2 separate regions of the Gossypium hirsutum genome follow, and region 1 is linked to region 2. A link is a contact called in public Hi-C data. All regions are on one chromosome and are shown on one strand. The core of a region is the stretch at or near the end of the contact, and the rest is flanking DNA. Distances in the headings are between cores, read along the strand shown. Region 1 holds the start of LOC107933525 (eukaryotic translation initiation factor 1A). Region 2 holds the start of LOC107933520 (abscisic acid receptor PYL9).

Region 1 (3,287 bases), core at 619-3,118, 600 kb before region 2:
TTTTTTTTGCCACCAGTTGTTAAATAGTTAATAGAAAGATGATGTGATAGCTTTTAAAATTGACATAATAATAGCTTTAACCCTTAACATTTATATATTGTATTAATTTAGCCTTAATTTAAAAAAAATTAACTCTTAACATTTACACATTGTGTAATTTTAAAAGCTGTTGAGTTGTCAATGGGGCTACCACTGATGTTTTGCATCAAACATTGTGGGCAAAGAAGTAATGCAAATTGGATAGTTAAATCAAGTAAATGTGATTAGCAAGGTACATCTCAAACAATTTTCTAGTTTTTTACATTAGCGCTTACCATTGATTTAGCAATGGCACAAAGGCCTTTTCAGAGTTTAGAAGCAGATAAGTCAAGTGTCTTATAAACTAGAATTAGCAACAATATTTAAGGTTAACCTAATGTTTAATGTGGACATGCCAAAGCCTTTATGTGAGCATCAAGGGGATCTCAATTGAGGTCACAACAAGGGTAAGTAAGAGTGGACTCTTCGACCAAGATGTATAAGGGGGAAAAACAATGTGAGTTAGATATAAGCCGAGGCGAATGTCTCAAGGTAGGGAACTACCTAACAAAGTGACTAGTTGGGAATCAGTTGAGGCATTGTGGCAGTTCTGAGATGAGTTTAACCAGCATTTTTTCGAGCACGTGACAAGGGCTTCGCAAGAATGGGTTGAGGAGAATGTCACGGGCAACAAATCAAAGCTCGTGACTAATGGACACAAAATCACCTAATGAGGTCAACTGATCAATTTGAGCTCATTTAACCCATTTTGGACTGGTCTGATTCGTAAAACATAAAGGGATGCCCATTTACTTTGAAGCCTTGGTGGCCTAGTAAAACACTCTAGTAAATTAAGGTTAACAATGTAAATATTGTAATTCTAAAGGGATAAGGTTGTATAGTGTTTAAATCCCTTAAAATTTTTATATTGTAGATAGACATTAATCTTAGTCGTTGATGTAATTTAAATTGTATCATTGGATCTAAGGAGCTCAACTATAAATAGAGGTCTTCCTCATCATTTGTAGTCATCCTATTGAAGAGTAATCAAATACATTTGGTGTGCATTTGCTTTCTTATGTCATTTTCTATTCATTTGTTGTTTCTTTGCTTGAGAGTTTGCTTTTGTTAATTTATTTGTGAATTCTCACTTTTCAAGAGTTAGGCTAACTTAAGCAAAATTGAAACAAAGTTATTGCCTAAAACAGTATGGTTTGTTAGACTAAAGTTCTAATCCTATAACATAAACTTTAACCTGAAACTTTTGTTCAAAGACTTACCCATTTTTTAAATGGACAACTTGACATATAAAAGTAAAAAGTAAAAATAATTTAGTTGGTAAATTTTGCAAGTGAACGGCTTCTCTATTATAAATAGAAGATTAAAATATGTTATAGGTTGTTATACTATTTACAAATTTAGAATTAAATTCCTATATTTTTATTTATTGAAATTTAGTTTTTTATTTTTTAAAATTTGAAATTAAGGTCCAATCGTTAATGTTGTTAATATTTTTGTTAAATTTGTTGGTGTGACATTTTAAAATAAAAAAAATATTCACTTGATAATAAAGTAACTAAAAAAATAACATCGTAATAGACTTGAATTTAACAAAAATAATTTAAATAGCGTTAATAGTTGAACCTAGATTTTGAAATTTGAAAAATAGAAAAATTAAATTCTAAAAATAAAATTATAAGATTAAATTTTAATTTTATGAAGAGTAGAAGTTTTTAACTAAATATAAACAAAGATAAAAATTAAAAAATAGGTTGGGCAAAGTAAAAGAAAAGAAATAGAGGCATTCTAAATATTATTTATCGAGAAAGAAGAGGAAAAATTAAAGCTTTATTCATGTTTTAGCCCTTAAATTATACCTATTTTTCATATTGACACTTCAACTTTGCTTCTGTTAACATTTTCAATCCAAAATGTCAAACCGCGTTAAAAAAATCGAAACCCAATCAGATTGCGGCACTTGTTTTTCTATTATAAATAGTATAATTTTTATTAAATATATACATAACCTTAAATAAAATAAAAATATGAAAATTTGGTTGATCCGACGGTGGAAGAGGGAGATCGGAGAAAGTTAGCTTGCAAATTTTATTTTGATGAAACCGATTTCAGATTTAGAAAGACCATGAAAAAACGAACTTCGAGTAAAGCTTGGGGCTTCGTAGGCCACCGGCGACAGTGGCCAGCATGGCAGTAGGCGCGGCGGCCAGCACCGAACCTGGCAACCTGGGTTCTAGTTTTAGAGAGAGGGCAGAGCATTTTGGTTCTAGAGAGAAAAGGGCAGAAGAACAAGTAATGGTAAAAAATATAAAATTAAATAATTTCTTTTTTTATTTGTTGTTTAAAAAATTTATTTAACAAAACCCAAAAAATACGTGTCTAAATCTGATTGGGTACCTAATTTTTTTAAAACGCCGTTTGGCATTTGTAGTGGAAATATTAACAGAAGTAAAGTTGAGGTATCGATATGGGATCAATAAAAATTTAGGTATCAATGTGGGAAAATGGGAATAGTTTGGGGGCTAAAACGTGAATAAAGCCAAAAATTATAGAAAAGAAAAAGAAGAATCTTCAAATTAAAATTAAAAATTAGGGTTTACTTTTCCATCTGAAGAAGGGGGGAGAGCAATCGTTGCGAAGAGCCAAAGATGCCGAAGAACAAAGGAAAGGGAGGAAAGAACCGTAAGAGGGGAAAGAACGAGGCCGATGACGAGAAACGTGAGCTTATCTTCAAAGAAGATGGCCAAGAATACGCCCAAGTCTCACGCATGTTGGGTAACGGCCGCTGCGAAGCTATGTGCATCGACGGCACCAAGCGCCTCTGCCACATCCGGGGGAAGATGCACAAGAAGGTCTGGATCGCCGCCGGCGACATCATCCTCGTCGGCCTTAGGGATTATCAAGATGACAAGGCTGACGTCATCTTGAAATACATGCCCGATGAAGCTAGGCTTCTCAAAGCTTATGGTGAGCTACCCGAGAATACCAGGTTGAATGAAGGGATTGCTGGCGGCATTGATGAGGAAGATGATGGTGCAGGCGATGACTACATCGAGTTCGAGGATGAGGACATCGATAAGATTTAAATTTCTCTTCTTCTTTTTTGTCATTTTTGAATTTATTTTAAGATATGGTGGTGATATTTGCCGTATGGTCATGCTTTATTAAGCACAATGGATGCTGGATTTATGTTATTACACATGGATTTACCTTTTATTATGTTAATGGCATTGTTTTCTCTTTAAATTTGA
Region 2 (3,609 bases), core at 138-2,637:
TTTGGTCATCACAATTCCACCTTTTTCAGTTAGTATCGGTTGATAGGCTGTGTCTGATCCATCACAGCCATCCTCTCTGAAACATCGGCTAACGATTTCAGGTTACATCGGATCAAAGCTTCCACGAAGTAACAAGTTTCGTCCGTGGTGTTCCCTTCCGGCACATCCACGACGAACGATTCGATCACCATTGTACCTGGCCTTCCTTCAATTACCTCGGGATGCACCGTCATGATCGAAGAATAATTCTGCAGTCAACAAAATGAGTACCGTGACACAGAAAACAAGTGTTAAGGAAGAAAGAAATGTTAGTATTTTGTACCCTGAGACGGTGGTCGCCGCCGACGATTTTGATGCCTAAAATGTGTTCTTCGTCATCGAGAAGTTCCAACCGTTCGGTGCTGGTGGTGGCCGGAAGTCCGGACTTGACGTTGACCTCTCTAACACTGCCGATCCCGAGGTCCCCTTTCATTATACACCTGCTGACGAAGGGCTTGTACTTTTGAGGCTGGTCAAATCGCCTTACCAATGACCATACCTATCCATGGTTAAAGAAAACAGAAACAGAACAACAAACCCATCGTTAAAATCAGACTTTTACGAACCAACGAGTTAACAGAAATTCATAATCTTGGCTAAAATAGTCTGGGTTCTTTTTTTTTTCTTTTTTATCCGTGAAAAAAATAGAATAAGGCAGAGATAATACATCATACTCGTAGGTTTACTTTTCTTTTTTCTTTTTTTTGGGGGGGGGGTTAAATTTCGACCAAGAACACAGATTTGATTTGATTTTGGGTAACAAACCAAAGAGAATAGATTTGGGTTTCAGCAGATCCATAGGAGAGTAGAAAGAAAAACGTGTCAACGGCCTAAACGGCGGCGAGAAAAACGAACAAAATGGGGAAAAGGGGGGAAATTATAGAGGAGTCTCAAACTGAGGAACTTACGAGATGAACAGGGGCTTTGATGTGTTTAACAAGAGCAGAGGTGCACTGGTCGTCTCTGATGTTGTGCCTGTGATGTCTCTGTATGTACTGGGATTCCATCATACTGTGAGCATCATCACCGTTCATTTCTTCTACCTTTTGTCCCAAACTGATATATAAGGATAAAAACGAGTTGTGTTGTTTGCCTCTGTAAACAAATCAGAAGGTGAAAAATTAGAGGAGAGTAGCAAGAGAGAAGAAAAGCAAGAGATTTGGTGAGGATGTTAACAAAGGGAAGGGGGCCTTACTCTTTAGCCTTTTGCTTTTGGTTTAGGTTTTAGGCATTTGGTTGGGACCAGGCTCAGCCTCTTACTTTCCGTAATTAAATTAAGGTTTTTCTCTTTTCCTTCACTTGTCTATACCCTGTTACCTCTCCATTTTTGTAAAATAGCAAATATTTTGAGATACTTTTCTTATTTTATATTTAAATACATGTTAAAAATCATAAAAATAGAAATAAAAAACATAAAAAGATTTATATCAATTTTAGTAAATTTATTATATAATTAATTCACGTGAATGTTCCTTAATCTAGCATCATACACAAACATTTAATATCTTTTAACGTGACAGCTATTTTCTATTTTCGTACTTGGATAGTTTCATTGATTGACATATCAAAATCTTTTAAATTAAATTAACGTGAACTCCATTTTGAGAAATAAATAAATAAATAATTCTTATTATAAAAAAATATTTCACAACCATTAAAAAATTAAAGTAATTAATTAATATTTAAATATTTAAATATTTTACTATTATAATATTAGGGTAATTTATTAAAAAAACCTCATTTCCAAAAGTATTTACGGAAATAGGCCAATTTTTTTATTATTTACCGAAAAGGTCTGAATTTCCCGAAAGCGCGTCCACGTCAGCGCGAAGTCAGGGGATGTGTCAGCAAAACGCGTCCTTGGGGGAGCATTTTGCCTCTTTTTTTAAGGTTAGATTTTTTGTGCTTGATTTGGGGTTTTAGGGTTTAAGGTTAGGGTTTTAAGGTTAATTAAATAAGGGGTTTATGGTTAATTAATTAAATTAACTATTAATTTTAAAAAATCAATTAAATTAGGGTTTAGGGTTTTAGGATTAATTAATTAAATTGGAGTTTAAGGTTTTAAGGTTTAGGATTTTATTGTGTTTATGGATGCACTATCAGTAAAATTACTAAAAAAAGCTTCCACGTGGACATTCTTTTGCTACAGTAGTATCTGAAAAAATAATTTTGATAAGATGTTTCTGAACAAATAGTATCCAAAACGCTTCAAGCAGGATGCACTGTTAGCAAAATTATTGAAAAAAACTCCCACGTGGACGCTCTTTTGCTATAGCAGTATATGGAAAAATAATTTTGAGAAGACGTTTCTGAACAAATGGTGTCCAAAATGCTTCAAGCATGATGCACTGTCAGCAAAATTACTGAAAAAAGCTCACATGTGGACGCTCTTTTGCTACAGTAGTTCCTATATGGCCTTAGACTATAAATAAGTCAAATTTCATTCTTAGGTTGTATAAGTTACAGCAAGAGAAATTGAGGCTAAAGTAGAATAGAAACTGAAGATGAGTGAACGTATTAGTGTTGTTATTTACTATGATGTGAGGTCCGTGACACGAAGAACGGCGTTGTTTTTTTATCGGAGAGCATAACACGACTGGTTTTTAACCAGGACATAGATTTGACAGAACTTCGTAAAAGAATTAGGCGTAAAATCTTCGGAACGACGCCAATGAAAGTTTTGTCTATTAAGTATCGATTTTGTGCTTCGGTTGATCCCGTGAGATATGACTCATTCGACATCAAAGGTCCTCGTAGCTTGGAGGCAATAGTGCAAACTCATATTGCTAGTGAATCACCCTATCTTGAGTTATATGTACAATTTTCATCACCAAATGATGCATTTGAGACTTCAACATCTACTGCTGTTCGAAAGGAATACACGACCCATGCCTGACACTCTGTAATGGGTGGCAAAACACGAAAGCGCCCGTGTTTGGTAGTAGTATGGAATACACAACCCCTGCATGACACTCTGTTGGTGGATGGGACATGCACCTTGGTGGGTCGATGTTTGATACTGGAAATACGTACTGGGAATGACATCAACTTTTAGTGGTTGGCAATCCACATCTGATTGGGGATGTTATGAAACGTCCACAAGAAGGGATGATGTACTCCCTACGACATCCACCAGCTAGGGGACCTCTTTCGTTGCAAATGCTGGTAGGTCAGATGATGAGTCCGATATGGATCCACCTTAAGAGCTCGGCCCCGATGGTGCAGAAGTTGCATTATTTTCTGAACCGGAGTCTATTCCAACCATACCTGAAGATGTTAAAGGGGGTTCAAATGAAGAATAAGAAGATCTGCAATTCAGGGCGTACTCGCCTCCAGCCCACATGCATAATGTCGATCTATCTCAAGATGATACTTTGGAGTTTTCAGATCTACCACACAGAAGTAATAACCGTACAAGTTCGTCATTAGATTCGGTTCAATTGGAAGTTGGTAAGGATTTTTCCAATAAGGATAGTTTTCTTGGCATATTGAAACAATATAACATCATGAACGGGGTTAACTAAAACATGGTTAAATCCAAATACGATAAGTTTGAGGCCAAGTGTGCAA

What was found. Hi-C and Micro-C count contacts between places; a contact is called where the count stands out from the background.
Region 1: a contact with region 2 is called in a Hi-C map of leaf, with 2.8 times the contacts expected there. The contact joins the promoter of LOC107933525 here to the promoter of LOC107933520 in region 2. A contact is called at or near these places in 2 of 34 Hi-C or Micro-C datasets (both in leaf).

The regions. Positions count from the first base shown.
Region 1 is chrA08:102,670,998-102,674,284 of Gossypium_hirsutum_v2.1, reverse strand. It overlaps LOC107933525 (eukaryotic translation initiation factor 1A), which reads left to right and starts at 1,868. Exons shown (of 1, transcript XM_016865758.2): 1 at 1,868-3,287. The coding sequence starts at 2,685. The coding sequence ends at 3,122.
Region 2 is chrA08:102,074,847-102,078,455 of Gossypium_hirsutum_v2.1, reverse strand. LOC107933520 (abscisic acid receptor PYL9) reads right to left here and starts at 1,387. Exons shown (of 4, transcript XM_016865752.2): 1 at 1,235-1,387; 2 at 948-1,134; 3 at 323-538; 4 at 1-248. The coding sequence starts at 1,073. The coding sequence ends at 30.